Regions from separate parts of the Hordeum vulgare genome. Here region 1 is linked to region 2. Evidence: chromatin contacts called from public Hi-C data. All regions are on one chromosome and are shown on one strand. Each heading gives the region's core, a stretch centred on a gene start, on an enhancer-like site or on the middle of the called end of the contact. The rest is flanking DNA. Distances are from core to core; before and after follow the strand shown.

Region 1 (2,992 bases), core at 337-2,836, 140 kb before region 2:
GACTATCCAACTAGCACCTGTCTCTGCATTTAGGCCTTCTTCAGTAGCTTTCCGTTTGTTATCTCTATCATTTGTGACCAGCAACACTTTGGCACTGTCACCAAGGTGACTCTGGTACCAACGAGCAGCAACACGGATTGCTGAATAGAGAAGAAGTGGCGAGTAAAGAGCAGAGCATACATTAAGTATTTAAGTGTATATAGAATCCCTGGAAATGGGATATGCTGTACATAAATATAACTAAGCAACTCAGTACCTCTATCATTACGATCATTTGGACTCTCTCCAACCATCTCCTTGACATAAGTATCCCTGTACGTTTTTCAGTAAATGAGTAATCCTAATCATATGAACAGGGAAGAATAACATCGCTGATGCTAAGCAGATGCAAGTTCTGATGTGGGCAGCTTATGCACGTCTCAAAGAACAAAAGCAGAATTACTAATTAGTTGCAGATAAGTACTTGCACATTTGTAGTGCAACTCGTGCAGAGAAATTTTGCCGATACAATCTTGTTAATAGTGGTCAAGTTCAGGTCTAAGTGCCATACGTGGCAAAGATAAATGCAGTTGAGAGGGCACACCACTTGAACACAGTTTTAGGAAAGACAAAATCAACTTGGCCCACTTCGAAGAATTTACTGCACGTCAGCTTAGTTACTCTAAGAAATGTGGCCAGAGAACACACATCAGATGCAGGAATTATACTTTCATAGCTAGTACTTCGTTTATCTGCACCACTCCATCGACTAGAAATCTCAACGAGTTCTGCTTCAGATAGGAAGCAAGCAAATATGCCAGAGCCTAAACTCACACCTACTGATCGACCAAAACGACCATTCGGAGAACCAAGGGTGGAATTCAGGCGTACCTGTGGTGCTCGTTGGTGAACACGAAGAACCTCCGAGCCGTGTTGGTGCACAGCGTCTTGAGCCTGTTGTACACGGAGAGGTTCTTGTTCTTCACTTCGTCCAGCACCACCGACAGCACCACGACATCCTCAATCGCCGGATTCTCCAACAAATCGATCTGCAGCAACCTCTCAGAGCATCAGCAGTCGGAACCCCCGACCCTACAAGGCACGCTAGATACGAGAGGCGGGAGCGGGAGCGGGAGCGGGAGAGCAGGGGCACGCACCTGGTGGAGCACGACGTTGGTGTCGACGACGAGGATGGCGGCGGCGTCGGCGTTGAGGCGGCGGGCGGCCGCGTCGCAGGAGGGGCAGGAGAAGGCGCCGCAGGGGATGTCGTCGCGGAGGTAGTGCTCCCGGACCACCTGCGCAGACGGGGGGAGGGGGTTAGCTAGGGTTCCGGCGGGGCCTCGGCGAGGCGGTGGTTGCGGTGCCGAGCGGCGGACCTTGACGACGCGGCCCTGCTTCGTCTTCTTGACGAACGACTTGCTCTGCAGCATCTTGGCGAGCTCGGCCGGGCGCTGGGGAGCGGCGGCGGCGGGGGGCGCGAGGAAGACGGGTGGGGGGCAGACCTTCGGCGGCGAATGGCGGCGGCGGCGGTGAAGGAGTGAAGCGGTTTAATAGGTTTGGTGCGTGCCGTGGTCGTCTAGCACCGGGTTGAGCTTAACCTGGGTCTGGGTTTGGGTTTTTGATTCGAGCCGAGCGGAGTGTTTCTAGACTTCACTCTCACCTGGGGCGGGATGCTCCAGCGGGTGCGCAAAAACCGTGCGCGCGTTAAAATAAGTTGGACGCGCTGTTCATAGCCTCATCCCGCGCTGGTAATTTGAAGCGCACACTTCCGCGCGCGGCATACTCGAACGCGCGCGCGAACTCTCTCTCTTTCTTCCTCCTTCGCACCGCGCGCCGGCGCCAGCGCCCCTGCCACCATGGATGCGCGGACCGGCACCCCGCTCCGTTCCTAAATATAATTCTTTTTAGAAGTTTTTATAGGGGCTACATACGGATGTATATAGACATATTTTAAAATATAGATTGATTAATTTTGTTTCGTATGTAGTCCCCTAATGATATATCTAAAAAGACTTATATTTAGGAACAGATGAAGTACATTCTATCCATATAGTGCCTTCCAAAAATTAAACCAGCATTTTATTTTAAGATTGATAAAGTTGTCATGGACATTTTTTAGTTGACAGAAACATCTGGATGCACATAAAATATCTAAAATAATTAATTTTAATGGATACGGAACACCGTTGTTCTCCTAACCATTTAAATAAAAGTTGGTTCACGAGTGATTTTGGACTTTTGATCATCCTTTCAGGTCCTTCGCTTCTGGCGGCCTCGGTCGATTTCTAGTAGTACTCGCTCCGTTTTTATGTACTTCGCATACTAGTTTTGCTCTATGTCAAACTTTATAAAATTTGCCCAGTTTCTCAAAAAAAATCTAAACTTTCACAATAAAAAAATATACGTGGTATGAAAATATATTGAATGGTGATTCCAGTGGAATTGATTTGGTGTTGTGGATGTTAGTGATTTTTTGTCTAAAGTTTGATTTGGTATCCTATAAAATTACTACTGTACTTCACACAATAGACATCCATCCCTATTTCATAGGAATCTTAAGTAAGTTCAAGCCCCTTTTTTATTTATTTTTCTGAAGTAATTCATACTAAATAATGGTAATTATTAATATGGATAGTACAACACACTTTCATTCTATCTTTGTCTAGTCTCACTCCCCAATCATGCGGATGTTATGTGTTTTGTTTTCTACCAAATGCAAAGTGTAGAATTCGTCTGTTTGAAAATCATGTACTTTTTCACATTTCTTGGTGTTCAAATAGTCTTGAAGAGATAGAAATTTTGTGTAGTCCATGGACCAAACACCGTCTTAAAAAAACTACGGGTGCCAATTGTTAGAGTATGGTGTTTTGGTGTGCACTTAGAGCATCTCCAACAGCAGCGCAAAACAAGCGTCGCGTCCAAAAATATCCCCTTTTAGCGCGCGCGACGCGGCGGGATGCTCCGGCGGGCGCGTAAAAATCGTGCGCGCGCTAAAACAAGTTGGGCGCGCTGT
Region 2 (3,194 bases), core at 559-3,058:
CGTCCCCTCCTCCTGCTCGTCGGCGCGGCGCTGCTCTTCCTTCTCCGACGACCACCCCGGCGGTGCTGCTACTCCCTCGCCTCCGACCCCTCCCCCGCGCGCGCTGCACCGGTCGAGGCCGACGCCCTCCCCCAAGTCCTGCTCCGACCAGCTCCTCGACGCCGCATCTGCCCCGCCGAAATCTGGCCCTGCGCCGGCCAGCTCCTCCCCCAAGCTCCCCCACGCCACAGCAAAGGTATTGGCCCTTTTTTTTTCTCTCGGTATGAACAAGTGGTCTCTTTTGGTACAGAGGAAGATGTGCGAGTACAAGCAATGGATTTCCTAGCGCATCACTCATGATGTACAAACAACTGATGTTATGTTGGGTATTTCGTTTGTTAATAATTCACGCATTACACCATTTCCATTTAAATCATCTGAAAGAATATGCCATGTAGCTCAAAATCCAGTGAAACACGTTTAAATCAGGCTATTATCATTATCAGTACATAGACAGGCTTTCAACATTTTTTCTCGCCACAGTAGTGTCTATCTCAACATTCATCCAAGCTAAATTGCGACGCCAACATCCACCTCAGTGAGCTTACTAGAGTGAGAAAATTGTGTTAGTTTAAGAACGGTGGCCGCTGACAACGAGTTGAGGGGGCCAACTGAGAAAGACAATGACAGCTTTGGGAGTTCCGATGCAATTTTCTCTTTCCAAAAGCTGCCGTCGAGGATATTCTCCTTGGTTCTTGGTTATTACTATTTTCTAAGGCGATGAGAAGTGTAGAAACAAATTCTTGTGTAATATACAGTTCACATGTCAGTCATTTTGTACATTTCCTTAAAATAATTTTTTTATGACAAAGTTGCCATACATAAAAAAACCCTGCAAATAGCAGCTGCATATGTCACTCGGTAGGATGCAATGCTCAACAGTCAACAGCTATTAGTCGTTTTCACTTGCTTACCTTAAATTTTAGAAGGGTTCTGCCTGTCTGCCCAGACCTACAGATGCTTCCCTGAACATTATATGCTTATCCCGAGAGATAACTTGTCCAAAATATACTTTGCTACTTCTAGTTAATTAGTCTGATCTGTGGTGGATAGTTATTAGTTATTACTTTACAAGTGAGGTCACAACCATCATTGTTGTGCGCCACAGTTATTTGTTTTTTGCTCTATGACCAACATGTAATAGGCAAGTCTTTGGCTCACAGATGGCACTGAGATAAAGACTTGGCCCTTTTTTCCTCAGATACGCTAAGATAAAATTAGAGCTCTACTCAGAACTCGAGGCTCGAGCAGCTCATGAACTTCCAGTATGTTGTATAACATTGGTTAATATGCGCTTGAATATGTACTCATATGGGTCCACAGTGGACGAGAGGTTTGGTGAGCCTGATCTTTAAAGAATGCCGTGTCATGAATTCTAGTAGAAAGTATCGGTTATTCTACAAACATTATAGGGTATACTGGGCTAATTGAAAATAAAAATCTCATAATGTATTTGTTAGTCTGTGAATTTCTAACTAGATTAGTTCTGGGACAATAGTAATTCTGTTTGTGATCATATTTTGTCTGAAGAGCTGCTACTATCTGCTACCATTTCTGTTCAGCACTATAAGAAATATCTGAACAACCTTTGTTCTGGTATAATTGTGAAGATCTTTGTGAACCAGCAAAAGGCATGTTCCAAGCTGGGACCAGCAAACCCTGTTTTCTTCACCAACTGCTTCAAGAATATATTGTAGCTTGAATCAGCAAAAGACAAGAGTAAAACTTTGCCAAGCTTGATAGTTTAGTCTTGTCATAGTAACTTAATCCTAATGGTTGTGATCTGTTTTATTTCTAGAACCTTGGTGGTATTATTTTGTACACTAAGTACATAAATAACATTTTATTTCTTCAGTTTCTTATATGCAGCTACTTTGTTACAGTTCATACAGATAACATTACCTTGACCATGGCTAGTGAAGAGGATGTGAAGCAGCGGCAGGTTGTTGAAGACCGTGCAAGAAATATTAGCCACAATGTACGGTGCACTGAGTGTGGCAGCCAGTCCATTGAAGATTCACAAGCAGATGTTGCAGTTCTCCTTAGAAGGGTACTTTTCGTTCTATAACCTCACAGTGATTGGCTGCCTGACCTTGTTGGTTCAGTTAGTTGTCAAACTTTTAGTAGCAGAGCTTTGCTTATTCCTGTATACCTTTTCATGTTTCCACAGGATCCGACCTTTGCTTTGTTGTTCTCTTGATCTTAACAAAACGTAACTAAGATTAGAAATTCAATAACACTCTTAGCTGAGGTAACACTTGTACTTGAGACCCTGTACTGATCAATACAACAACAACAACTACGCGTTTCAGTCCCAAACAAGTTGGGATAGGCTCTTGGACTGATCAATCATGGCGTAACATAAAATGTGTTCACCAGCACCCAGTAGTTAAATGCAAAATAGGATTGAGAAACTTGAAATGATATTTGCTATCATAATTTCTTTTTTGAAGAACTAGTCTGTCTGTATGTCCTTTTCGGAATGATAAAGATGGTTTTGGTATGCCGCAACTGGTTTGGTTCCTCGATTATATACATTTACGTGCCTTTTTACTTGACTAGGTTTCTTAAACTTGGATGATATTTCTACCTTTTCAGCTATAATATTAATTTTTATTACCCTTTGCTATACCAGAAAACTGTTTTCTGATTCAAAAGCATTTATTTGCACCATGTACTACATATACAAGAGCAAAATTTAATCTTGAGTTCTCGACGTCAATAAACGCCCTTGGTTTATATGTTTTAAAGGATCGAAATATTATCGCCTTACACCCAATATGTCATGGGAAGCTTCACGGCCTCAAGAACTGACATATTTGTCATTTTTGCAGCTAATTCGTGATGAAATAAAATCTGGAAAGAGTGATAAGGAGATATACAAAAAACTAGAAGAAGACTTTGGAGAAACAGTTCTATATGCCCCTAAATTTGATCTTCAAACTGCTGCCATATGGTTATCGCCGGTGAGCCTTAATTAGTATTTCTACATGGTGTTCATGCTTTTATTATGCTAGAAGTAATATCAGTTGCAGTTTTTGAGCATATTATTTGTTCGTTTTATGCATGCATTGTGTGTCTTGGTGAACCCAGGCACATTCCATCATCACAAACTTTTGCATGATGATGTTTTTCCCTGAATAGAGACAGCCTAC

The links. Hi-C and Micro-C count contacts between places; a contact is called where the count stands out from the background.
Region 1: a Hi-C map of leaf shows a contact between it and region 2, with 8 times the contacts expected there. The contact joins the promoter of LOC123449790 here to the promoter of LOC123449788 in region 2. A contact is called at or near these places in 2 of 6 Hi-C or Micro-C datasets (both in leaf).

What each region holds. Positions count from the first base shown.
Region 1 is chr4H:589,210,584-589,213,575 of MorexV3_pseudomolecules_assembly, reverse strand. It overlaps LOC123449790 (exosome complex exonuclease RRP44 homolog A), which reads right to left and starts at 1,586. Exons shown (of 24, transcript XM_045127123.1): 1 at 1,356-1,586; 2 at 1,137-1,274; 3 at 871-1,028; 4 at 257-312; 5 at 18-140. The coding sequence starts at 1,409.
Region 2 is chr4H:589,069,957-589,073,150 of MorexV3_pseudomolecules_assembly, reverse strand. LOC123449788 (cytochrome c-type biogenesis CcmH-like mitochondrial protein) reads left to right here and starts at 1,808. Exons shown (of 3, transcript XM_045127120.1): 1 at 1,808-2,089; 2 at 2,874-3,005. The coding sequence starts at 1,949.